Regions from separate parts of the Ovis aries genome. Here region 2 is linked to region 1. A link is a contact called in public Hi-C data. All regions are on one chromosome and are shown on one strand. Each heading gives the region's core, a stretch centred on a gene start, on an enhancer-like site or on the middle of the called end of the contact. The rest is flanking DNA. Distances are from core to core; before and after follow the strand shown.

Region 1 (6,536 bases), core at 858-3,357:
CCTAGCCTTCCCTCTGCGAATTGCAATTATCACATTTGTGGACGCCAGAATACTTTCCGGGGAATCACTTATTTCCCCTCCTCGGAATTAAAAGAACAAAACAAAACCTTGACTATTCTAACCAGCTAGCGTTTATTTCTCGTGTTTTTTCCTCATTCACCTACTCTCAAAGTCTATGCATTTCTGGGGTGGGGGGGGGGCCGGGGGCGGGGCGAAATGGGGAGCAGATACTCGGTTCACGGTGGACAGGGTCCCGGAAGGCAGCTGGACCTTCCGCTCCGCAGAACCTGGCCGGGAGAAGCCGGCGGGCCCCCGGCCGAGGGCTGCATCGCCCGCTCAGCGCTCGACCCCGGGGGCGCGGTCCTGGGCTGGACGCGCACCTGGCTGGCGCAGCCGCCCGAGCAGGGGGCGCCGCCTCTGGGCTGTGCGGAGCTCCCAGGCTCCGCGCGGGGGCAGAGCCAGGCCACTCGCAGGAACCCCTGCACGTTCAGGCCTGTCCGCGAAGCCGGCCGGCGGAGGACAATGGGGCGGGTGGTTGGTCTCCAGAGGCGCGTCCACCCCACTTCTGCCACCTCCTCTCCTCCCCGGTGTCCCGCCGCACCCACCCCGCCCCACTTCCAGCGCCGGCTCAGCCCCAGATAGCAAGAGCGAGCAGAGGTTGGGACCGCCTGCGGGAGGAAGGTGCGGCCACAGGGAATTTTCTCCAGCAGAGGGGAGCGCTGCAATCCCCGGCTGCCACCACATCCGCCACAATGCACCCCCTTAGTTTATCTCGGCAGGAGGCAAAGAGGAGGGAAGGAGGAGGAGCCCGGGAGGACGCAGACCGGGATGCGTCCTAGGGAGGTATCTGCGGGAAGGTTTGCTCTAACACCCGAGCCCTCTCAGGACGCCTCGGGGGAAGACAGTACCATCCCCTGCTTACCGCAAGTGGTAAATCCTTAAGAAAAACCCTCAGTTCGTACTACCCTACTCATCCAGCCAACCTTCTGCTCATCTGAGAAGCTCAAGTTTACTTGAAATGCAATTGCAATAACTTTACCAAGGGCAGATAGATGGAGTGGAGGTGGGTGGAGAACTGGGTACCAGAGAGGTCTTCGACTGGGCAGGAAAGCAACAAGCGAAAGTGCACCTTACCATTGACTTGATTTCCAGGCTTCCCTTCAGCGAACTGAAGCCGGTCCATTAAAAAGTGGCAAAGTAACACAACTCCCGCAGCAGCCAGGTCGGCCCTCCGGAACCTCGCCATGCCGCCGCCGCGATCTCCCGCTCCCCGCCAGTCCTTTCCCGGCGCCCTGTGCTGCTCCGGGGCTCCCGTTGGGAATGGGGACAACGGGGCTGAATGCTGCGGACCGGTCTCGGAGGGATGCAGAGGCCTTTGTAAATTTCTCTGGGATTGCACACCCAGGAGCCTGGACGAGGAAGAAGGGAGTGCAAGCGGAGCGCAGTCCTTTCCGGACCTCCAGGTCTCCCTTCACAACTTGCCACAACACTCGCAGTCCTCACCCCGGACACAGAACAACAACTGCGGAGACGAGAGGCCACTTGCAGCTGGGGCTGGCAAACTCTCTGTTCCGCACAGGCAGCGCCACCCCGGTGCCCGCAAACGGTGACTTCCGAGCCCCAGCGATGCGCTCCACTGGGTTCAAAACAGATCTAATTCCACAGCCGGCGCGGGTGCCTCCTCCAAATCCAAGAGGGCTGTTGGCTCGGAAGGAACTTTCCCGTCTTGGGATGGCCCCCCCAAGGAGGCTTAGGTTTGCGGGAAGGGGGTTAACAGCGGGCTGGCGAAAGCCCTCCGACAAGTTTTTCTTCTTTTCTTCGCCCGACGCAGGGCGCGCGTCCTCGCCCGCAGCGGGAGGGATGAGAAACCCCTAAGAACTGAGCCTTGGGAAGGCTCAGGCTGCAGCAGTCTGAGGTCCGAAGGCAGAAAAATGTACTGGGACACGGGGGGTGGGGGGGAGAAACCGGGAGGAAAAAGTCAGGCTGAAACCTATTGGGATAGGGATCCTCCTGGCGAAGGAGGAGGTGGCCCCGAGCCCCGGAGTTTGGTGGCGGAGGAGGCGCCGCCGACGCCGCCGCGCTCCCCCGCGCTCCTGCTCCACACTTTGGGGAGGGAAGGCGGCTCGCAATTTGCTAGATCCGCCGCTGCACCCTCCTCCCGCCTCCCCCTTCCCTCCCCCTCGCTCCTCCCGGCGTCTCCCACCTTCCTCCCCGAAACCGGCAGCTAGCACCGACCTGTCCAATGGCTGCACTTTCCTCGGGGCTGGCAGAGGAGTCACCGAGAGATTAAACCCGGGGAGGAAAGCAAGGGGGAGTGAGAGGGCAACTCCAGCCCGGCGTGCCCCTGGCAGCTCGGCGGCCAGGAGCTCCGGGAGAGGAGGCAAGAAAGGCGAACGAGGAGGGGAATGCCGGACGGCACCTCGGCGCCGCTCGGGCGCCATCCCCGCACTCGGCTCGCCCCCACCGGCGGCGAGCCTGCAGCGCCCGCACCCACCTGGCTCTGGGCGGCCCTCGCGCCCGTCTGCGGGGCTTCTGCGGCCCAGCAGCCGACCCGGGGGCCACTCGCCGCCGACGGGGTCTTCCTGGGCGCTAAAGGGTTAATTACAGCTCGCCATTCCTAGGAGGGCGTGTGCGGCGGAGGTGGGGGGTGCGGAGAAAGCAAACCCAAGCCAATTCGGTTACTGACCCAGCGAAGCCCTTGCAGACCCCAGACCCGCGGGGCCGCGGCAGCGCGCGGCGGCTCGGACCCGCCACGGCGGCTTTGTTATAAAGTGTCAGCGGGAGCGAAAGCGAGAGTTTAAAGAAACAGGAGGCCCACAGAATTTCCTACGGGGGCTTTAACTGGCTTTCGCTAGCTCGTTTGTTTTTGTTTTTTCAGCTCGCGGAAGTGCTTCAGCGTTAACCCTTTCCAGCCCTCTCAATAGTCTACGTCTTGTTTTGAATAGTTAACTTTATTTTAATTGGGGTAAAGATTTACAAAGAAAGAAAGGGAAGCAGCACATCGGTTAAAATTCTAGAACCAGACTGAGTTAGGATTCCACCTCCCCTACTGATTAGCTAAATGGCTTTGTTTTCCTTAGAGTCTCAGTTCCCCATCCGTCAAATGGGGAGATTTGTAGTTATACCCTTAAAAGGTGGTTGCATTGGATTAAATGCGTTAATAGGGAATAATGAAAGAGTTGAGAACAGTGCCTAGCACGCTGTACATGACTTTATGCTTCTTAAAGAGAAGAGAGGGAAGGAAGAGGAGAGAAGGCATTCCAAATCAAATGGAGAAGTCGCCTCCGTGGCACAAGTGCGAACGGTCCTGTTAGTCTTTTCCATGCTCTGAAAAATTCATGGGTGCCATCCATAACCACCTTAATTTTGTCTCAATACCCACTGGAAGTGGAGCCAGATAATTAAACTACTCTTCCAATTTGATGCCCAAAGAATGCCTCTCTCATGGTCACTTGGCTGGTGAGCAGAAGAGAAACAAAAAGTGTACCGTGTTGTCCTCAACCCCATACTCAACTTGCTATTTTGCAAATGTTATGCGCACACACTTTTTTATGCTCTTTGCTCTCTCCTGAGTTTTCTTCCAACCAGTTGATTGTCCCTCCTCACCTTATTTACAAAACCTGGTTCTTTTACTTCTACCCAGCCAATCGTTTTTAAGTTCTGGGTAACCTTACACCCAAAGCTGAGTACCTGAGATTCTTATCTATTTAACATTAAGTTGAAAAACTAATCTTCCTATCAAAATCTGATTGTCATTTAATTAACATTGATTTTTTTTTCCCTCTGTATCCTTGATGACCTCACTACTTCATGAATCCCTAAAGAAATAAAACATTCAGTGCAGCTCCATGTCCCATTTATACGTAAAATCATGGGGACCTAGCAGGAGCCATTTCAAGAGCATCTCTTCCTTAGGCTGGAGTGTTTCCCGTCCCCTTTCACAGTAGAAAAATGGGTGTTTCCTGCTTTTCAAAGAAGAAACAAGTCCCTGCCTCCCCCCCCCCCCCCACCGGTATCATTTTCTTTCTTTCTTTCCTTTATTATTATATGTGCAAATTAGCAGTACTTATTTTGGGTTGTTTTCAGCAATGCTTTGCCCTTCTGATGGAAGCTATATACCCTAAGAGGAAATCTGATGCCAAAAATTGGAAGGGAGCCAAGTGGTAATTCAGAGTGACTCTGGAGAGGCTTCTGTGGGTTTTGTCTATCTTACTGGTGTTGTTTCATTTTACTCATATCTTATGAATAAGTCAGTCTTACTCTGAAGAGCAGCCCACACAGAAAATGCTTAAGTATGGGAGAAGATGCAGGTAAGCAAAATTCAATCATGCGTGATGATTTAGTGCTCAGAACTAAGAAAGAAGTGCACCATCATAATAAAGTTAGGCTTTGGTACATTGCCTTAAATGTCAACCAATGATTATTTGTTAAAAATTATTTTTCCTTTACATTATAGCAGGTGACAAATAACTAAGATGTATGTAGGATGGTATGTTCAGGGTGAAATGGAAAGTTCATTACTCATATAAAATCCTCCTAATTAAAAGTAGTATACTTTGTGGGCTAAATGATCTAAGTCTGCCATACATATTTCACCACAGAATAATCTATTTCACTTTGAGGGAAACAAATTAAGATGTCTCTAAGGAAAAAGTTTCATCTTCCATCTTACTAGAAAGAGAAGAGTTACAGTGAGTGAGGTTTGTTTCTATGTACTGTAGTTATAAGAACTGAATTGCTGGGATTTTCTTTGTTTGTTTGTTTTTTACTCACTGGCCTAATTTTAACTAACCTCTCAAGGAACAAATGAATCAGTAATCTTCATGGAGCAGTGCTTGAGTTCCTTGTCCATGACAAAAGATCTGAAATTCACTGAACACCCTCCTTTTAAGATCTTAAAATTGTACGTGAGAATCACTCTCGCCAACAGAGAACTTTGGGTGTTCATTAGCACCTGAGGTAATGTTTATACAGATTTCAGCCCTGTTCACAGCCCCTTTTGTATACTGACCTTCAGAGCCATTTCTGCACATTCCAAGTGCAATACTATCTACCTGAAGGTAATTACAATTACCCATCTCATCCCACCTCCAACTTTGTCATCTCTCCTAAATTGAAACTTGGCTAACAGGATACTCAAGAAACCATCATGCTTACTTGGAAAAGAATTGAGATGTAATACAGGCTGTGGGGGGTACTCATTATTTATTGTAACCTATTTTTTATTATTTCAGGAAATAGTTTTTGTCTATTTTAATAGGACTTGTTAAAACTTTATACAATTGCTGTCATGGACAGCAAGGAGATCAAACCAGTTAATCCTAGAGGAAATCAACCCTGAATATTCATTGGAAGGACTGATGCTGAAGCTGAAGCTCCAATTCTTTGGCCACCTGATGCAAAGAGTCGACTCACTGTAAAAGACCCTGATGCTGGGGAAGAGGGAAGGCAGGAGAAGAAGGGAACAACAGAGGATGAGATGGTTGGGTGGCATCATCAAATCAACAGACATGAATCTGAGCAAACTCTGAGATGGTGAAGGACAGGGAAGCCTGGCGCGCTTCAGTCCATGGGGTCACAGAGAATCAGACATGACTGAGTGAGCGAACAACAACAAAAGGGAAATTACTATTAGTGGATTCCTTTCCTTCAGTCCTAATCTAATATTATGACCTTTTCCTCCAGGTCTAAGTCATTTCCTCTCCGTCACCATTTGATAAAACCAATCTTTTTATCTTTAGCACACAATTACAAGAGTGCTTTCTTCATCTTGGCTGATTTTTTTTCTCAGTTCATCCCAACCTCTCCTTCCCCCACCCTCTCCACCCTCACCTTGTCCACAAGTCTATTTTCTGTCTGTATCTCCCTTGCTGTCCTGCAAATAAGTTCTTCAGTTCCATCTTTCTAAATTCCATATATTTGTTAATATACAATATTTGTTTTTCTGACTTACGTCACTCTGTATAATAGGCTTTAGGTTCCTCCACCTCACTAGAGCTGACTCAGATGCATTCCTTTTTATGGCTGAGTAATATTCCATTGTATACATGAAATATACATATATGAATATTCCATTGTACAATATTCCATTGTACCACAACTTTTTAATCCATTCATCTGTTAATAGACATCTAGATTGCTTCCATGTCCTAGCTATAGTAAATAGTGCTGCAGTGAATATTGGGGTACATGTGTCTTTTTCAGTTATGGTTTCCTCAGGGTATATGCCCAGTCGTAGGATTGTTGGGACAATAGGGTAGTTCCTTGTTGCTTATTCACCTTGTTTGACTTCTGCTCTCAGAATCAACTGAGAATTCATTATACTATTTCTGGATATTTCAGCTTTTTGCTCTTTTATAATCTTAAGTAAAATTTTTATGAATAGAGTATTTTGAATGAAATAAGCATTTAAAAAATTACATGACAGCCAGTAGCACTCTTATTTTTTTTCAGGGACATTAAGTATGCAAGAGTACTTAATGCCTTTTATCCTCATGTCAATAGTACATTTACCATTTAGATGAAATTAAAATATA
Region 2 (6,167 bases), core at 2,177-4,676, 57 kb before region 1:
TGAATTTTGTGGGCAAAGAGCAAACTAGAGAGTTGCATTTGAATACAATATATAGAAATAATGATAATCCAGGAAAGCTTGATGTAGTCCCAGTGCTGATGCTACTTATCTGCACGGATTGGAAAAATCATTTAATCTCCCTCTTTCTCTGCCTTACTTTGTGTGTGTGCATTAGTCACTCAGTTGTGTCCAACTCTTTGCAACCCCATGGATTATAGCTCGCCAGGCTCCTCTGTCCGTGGAATTCTCCAGGCAAGAATACAGGAGTGGGTTGCCATTCCTTTCTCCAGAGGATCTTCCAGACCCCTGGATCGAACCCCGGTTTCCCACAAAGCAGACATATTGTTTACCATCTGAGCCACTAGGGAAGCCCCCTGCCATATTTTGGTCATCTAAAAATTAAAGAGTTTTAACCAGAATATTGCTATTCTCATTTTCTCTCCACAGAATTCAATCTTTTTGTATTCAGTGGGATATAAAGAACTTTTATATAGTTCTTCATAGAGAACTTTTGAGGTCATTTGCACATCCCTGTAATCTTGCCTGGAAAATCCCATGGATGGAGGAGCCTGGTGGGCTACAGTCCATGGGGTCGCTAAGAGTCGGACATGACTAAACGATTTCACTTTCACTTTTCACTTTGATGCATTGGAGAAGGAAATGGCAACCCACTCCAGTGTTCTTGCCTGGAGAATCCCAGGGTCGGGGGAGCCTGATGGGCTTCTGTCTATGGGTTTGCACAGAGTTGGACACGACTGAAGCGACTTAGTAGTAGTAGTAGCACATCCCTGAATTTGCAATATAAATTAAATCATCTGTTTTCTAGGTTTCAATTAGGCAACCTATAGCTAATGTTAATTTAATTAACAAAAGATGAAATGTTTTGTATGACATTTCTTAAGAACCTGCAATGTAATATCACTGATGAGAAATTCAACTTTCACAACTGTAACCTAGCCAAAAGATAATATTTAACCTGACAACAGTGAACAGTTATTAAGAGGCAGAAATGCTTCCATCTGCCAAAAGATTCTGAGAAGGCAATGGCACCCCACTCCAGTACTCTTGCCTGGAAAATCACATGGATGGAGGAGCCTGGTAGGCTGCAGTCCAGGGGGTCACTAACGGTCGGACACGGCTGAGTGACTTCACTTTCACTTTTCCCTTTCATGCATTGGAGAAGGAAATGGCACCCCACTCCAGTGTTCTTGCCTGGAGAACCCCAGGGACGGAGGAGCCTGGTAGGCTGCCGTCTATGGGGTCGCACAGAGTCGGACACGACTGAAGCGATTTAGCAGCAGCAGCAGCAGCCAAGAGATTAATGTCATAATCAGGAATCTGAGAAATTGTGAAATTAAATGAAAAAAAAAAACCCAATATATTGTGGTTGTTATAACTAGACACGCTCAGGAGTGATTCTGTCACAACGATTCACATTTACTGATGTTTTGTTTCCTCTTGAAGGAAAATCTGTTTTTTAAATTTTTAAAAATCTTTTGTTATTTTGAGGAAACTAGACCAACTAGCACAATGTTGGTTGAGAAACCAGACATTACAGTTTTGTATACATTTCACCACAGTCAAGCAGGAGAATATAATCTAGTTTCTACAAAGATTTTTCAATCTTGATACACGTTTTTCTTATTAGTTTCAAAATAATCCTCTGAAGTTAGCAAAACTCATTTTACCACAAAAGGAAAAGATCTCTTACTCTGTAATCCTAAATCCCTCCCACATAACCTATTTTTCCCCCCTTCTAGTTCCTTTTGCACTCTCCCAGAACCATAGGGCAAATAAGACTTGAAAATAAGAAATGGGGAAGGATCAATTATGGACCATATTTTGGACTCATAATCTCGACCACTGATTACCATCTAACTTTGTGGAGTACATTGGAACAACAAGCTCCAAATAAATGCTAAGATTTTTTTGTTGTTGTCAAAAGGGAAACAGTTACCAAAACTTTCAGGAGTAAATCTGCATTGAGTGCTTGTGCCTATATCAAGAGAATCAACATGCTGAGCTTTGCTCTCAATTAAAATGCCCCATATTTTATATGACTGAATGAGAGATTATAAAATCTCACGAACTCGAATTTTACCTTGAAGGAAATCTTACAGTTCAAGGAAACAGAAGTTTTGCTGTTGATTCCCTGGAAAAGTTGAACTAATTACATTAACTCGTATTTCCATATCCACTGTAAGACACAAATTCACAGCAAGAAGTCTAAATCCCATATGTATTTAGCTGAGCATTCTGGAAGAAATGGAACAGCAATTAGCTTGTGTGCCCACGCACCCATGCACGTGCATACACACACACACACACACACACACACAAACACGTTAGAGAAAATCTTTATTTATATTGCAGCTATTCTAGCAACTGTCCCAGAAAATGCCACTCATTCTTCAGACCATTGGTAAGAATATTCTTTTCACTGAGTTCACTGGCTGCCGTAAGCAACTATAGACATCTGCAATCATAAGTGTGTTTAACTGTGCAAACCAGCTATTTATTGGGGTATGTTTATCTTCAGTAAGAAAAGCTGTAGGTTAAATGTTCTACCACCTGCTTTTCCTTGGCTACCCACAGATAGGTCTGAAATTTGAAGAATATGGATACCTGGTTCCATGATTAAAAGAAACAAACAACTCTCTGGATCTTTTATCATATAGCCTCATAAGAATTGCAAGTTTGTTCCAAGGATTGACTCTCAAACCTCTCCTGACTCCAGATCATTTAAGGCAGTACAAAATACCACAATGGCACCCCCACCCCCACCTAATCCCATTTTGTAGTGGAAATAGATCTTTGTAATACCAAAGAAGTAATGTTTAATGAAAGAACAAATTTGATACATTGTTTACATTATGATCTTTTTTAAATAAACTTTTGGGATCAATTCCAGAATCACTGTAAGTATTGAAAAACACTGGATTAAAGAATTCTCCCCAAGTAGAATTCCATGTTAGATCCATATTACCTCTAAGTTTTACACAGATCTTCTACAAAAGAGAAAACAAACAAGCATACAGCTCTGCTAGGTGTATAATACATTAAGCATAGCCCCGGCAACTTTCCACGAGCAAAGCTGTCCTGTTCCCAGCGCTCCTCTGGGCACCCCTCCCCAATCCTATCCTCTGCAGCAAAGAACTCTGGGAATTCCGAGGGCAAGCATCAGCCCTGAACCGCAGTACACTTTGGCACACGTGATAAAAACACTGCATGAACACCCTTGTTTTGAACCAGCAAAGACCCTTTTGCAGTATTAGGAGGTTTTCTGTCAAAACAATTCTTTGTGTAAACAGCCAAAATGTTCTGTGAGGAGTTTGTGCAATCATTTGAATCAGCATAAAGATCAGACAAGTGGAAAAGGGGAGTTAACAAAACAGTCCCAGACTCCTCCTCATATCCTGGTGACCTTCAAACAGATCCAGAGAAACTTTAAAAGCATTTCTCAGGGTGCAACAAAATGCAGTGCTCTACATTTGGGTTGACTTAGCCCAGAGAAAAATCTATGTCCCGTGACCACAGGGCCTCATGGCTGGAGAATACCCTGGAGGGAGGTCATGGGCATTTACCCAACCTCAACTACCCCCACCTTGATCCTAAGTCTCCGCCCTGCAGCCCCTCACTCCACCCTGTTGCCCAACTCAATAGCTGCCGCCCTCTCCCTCTGGAACATTCCAAGGCTCCAAACCACATTTGTCTAGGTGTGGCTGAGACGCTTCTCTACTGAGTTGAGCTAAGCCAATGTCGAAATTTTTCAGAGAATTTTACTAGGCATTTAAGGGCAAAACTACAAAAACACAGAAATAAGTACAGGGTGTTCTTAGGATAAAAGAACTAAAGATTGACACCATCTCTGCTGGGCTGATTCTCTTCAAGAAGCCACAGATTCATCCCCTGTCCTGATTTTCATTCCTGCCAGGTTTCAATGTTTTTCTGGCCTATTGCATTCTCTAACAGGGCTGTCACCACTGTCCAGTTAGTGATATTTTGTGATCTCCCCAAACTTAATCTCAGTATTTTCTTGACTTCTGGGAACTCAGCATTATAGGATTGAACTTCACCACAAGGATGAATTTGCCTTGGCCAAAGCCTGCGATTTTTTCCTCTACTTCAAGTCAGTTGCCTTGACAGATGCCGTCCTTCACTTTCAGGACTCTGTTATGGTTAATAGTCTCAGAAATGCCTGATTTTCTTCAGAAAATCACCAATTCCTCCTAAAGAAAAATAACTCACCCATTATTCTAAATGAGCATTTCAGCCTAATTATCCCTGAAAAGGTACTCCTTCAACAAATATCTATTAAATTATTATTAATTAATATTTATTATGCTTATGGCTCAGATGGTAAAGTGTCTGTCTACAATGCAGGAGATTCAGGTTCGAGCCTTGGGTTGGGAAGATCCCCTGGAGAAGGCAATGGCAATCCACTCCAGTACTATTGCCTGGAAAATCCCATGGACAGAGGAGCCTGGTAGGCTACAGTCTGTGGGGTTGCAAAGAGTCGGACACGACTGAGTGACTTCACTTCACTTCACTTCATGCTTAATATGTACCAGGCAGGCATCTAAGCACTGTCAATTTAGGAGTGAATAAAACAGACCGGCTGTCTCTCTCATTTGAAATCCCTCACTACGAGAAAGCATGAAGTCAGATCGTGAAGTCAGATCCCAATGGTGGTTAATAGCCGGTTTGCCTGGGTTCAAATGTTAGCTCTCATCTTGGGCAATTCAGACCAAGTTTCAGTTTGTTCTATCTATATTCAAAGGAGACAATGAGGGACCCGACCTCACATGATTGCTGTGTATATTACATGAGCTAATGCATAAAAAGCATTTAACACACAATCTAGTACACAGTGAGCAGTCAATAAAATAAGACACACTTTCCCTCCTTATCTGAGCAATCAAACATCACAGTAATAACAGAAGTAGAAGATAACAAAGGAGTAGGAGGAGCAGTAACATTTCTCATCTTCACTGAGTACTCATTCATACCAGGACATGACCTAAGCATTTTACATACAGTACTTCAGTTAATTTATCACCTTCAACTGTGTGTGCTTGCTAAGCGGCTTCTGTCCTGTCCAGTTCTTTGTGACCCTGTAGGCTGTTGCCCACCAGGCTCCTCTGTCCATGAGATTCTCCAGGCTGGAGTGGGTTGTCATGCCCTCCTCCAGAGGATCTTTTCGACCCAGGGATCAAACCCATGTCTCATATGGCTCCTGCATTGGCAGGCAGGTTCTTTATCACTAGCCATATTTAGAGAAAAAATAACACGCATCACGACTGAAGTGACTTAGCAGCAGCAGCAGCAACAGACATCACATTTTCCACTTTCAATTTACTGAAATGCCCTAGTAGTTTCAACCTTTTCCTTAGGAAGTGCATTTCTTCTCCTTCCTGTCGTTTCTTAATTGTGCTCATGTTCCATAGCGTCTCATTAATATAAATAATTTTATAATCGGCATTTGGAATAAGATCCCCCAAAAAACTGTTTTCTTGGCTACGTTTGTGCAAAAACATGTTAAGCAATGCTTACTCTGTCTTAATGAGCCTCCTGGCTTTTCTTTCAGCATTCCTCTGGTGGTAAGGTTTCACCAGTAATCACCTTTACTTTAAAATCATGTGCATTTCATTTACCTTTGATGTCTCAGTGTTTCAAGACATGCCCCAGACCTCTAGGAGTGCTTTTATAAAACAGCATCCAAGGGCATACTCACTGCTGCTGTTGCTGCTGCTGCTAAGCCGCTTCAGTCGTGTCCGACTCTGTGCGACTCCATAGACGGCAGCCCACCAAGCTTCCCCATCCCTGGGATTCTCCAAGCAAGAACACTGGAGTGGGTTGCCATTTCCTTCTCCAAAGCATCAAAGTGAAAAGTGAAAGTGAAGTCGTGTCTGACTCTTAGCAACCCCATGGATTGCAGCCCACCAGGCTCCTCCATCCATGGGATTTTCCAGGCAAGAGTACTGGAGTGGGGTGCCATTGCCTTCTCCAGGCATACTCACTAGGGCTTATTAACTGTTTTGATGACCACTGCCTTTCTATATATTCCTCCACTGTGAATTTTAAAATATATTTTCATGTGTTTTCTTCACAAAAACACAGACATGTTTCTAGCATAATCAGGATGCTCGGAAATACAATGTGTTGCT

What was found. Hi-C and Micro-C count contacts between places; a contact is called where the count stands out from the background.
Region 2: a Hi-C map of tail adipose tissue shows a contact between it and region 1, with 2.0 times the contacts expected there. The contact joins the enhancer-like site here to the promoter of PLXDC2 in region 1. A contact is called at or near these places in 4 of 16 Hi-C or Micro-C datasets (muscle, retroperitoneal adipose tissue, skin fibroblasts and 1 more).

What each region holds. Positions count from the first base shown.
Region 1 is chr13:20,683,004-20,689,539 of ARS-UI_Ramb_v3.0, reverse strand. It overlaps PLXDC2 (plexin domain containing 2), which reads right to left and starts at 2,107. Exons shown (of 14, transcript XM_027976593.2): 1 at 1,135-2,107. The coding sequence starts at 1,246.
Region 2 is chr13:20,742,175-20,748,341 of ARS-UI_Ramb_v3.0, reverse strand. All of the region lies in intron 1 of PLXDC2 (plexin domain containing 2), which reads right to left. Among named protein-coding and RNA genes, the nearest start is that of PLXDC2, 58 kb to the right of the region's middle. Within about 2 kb of position 3,426, at least 7 of the 54 cell types and tissues checked have an H3K27ac peak or open chromatin away from gene starts, as enhancers often do. A contact at or near this core is called in tail adipose tissue, where this site is marked.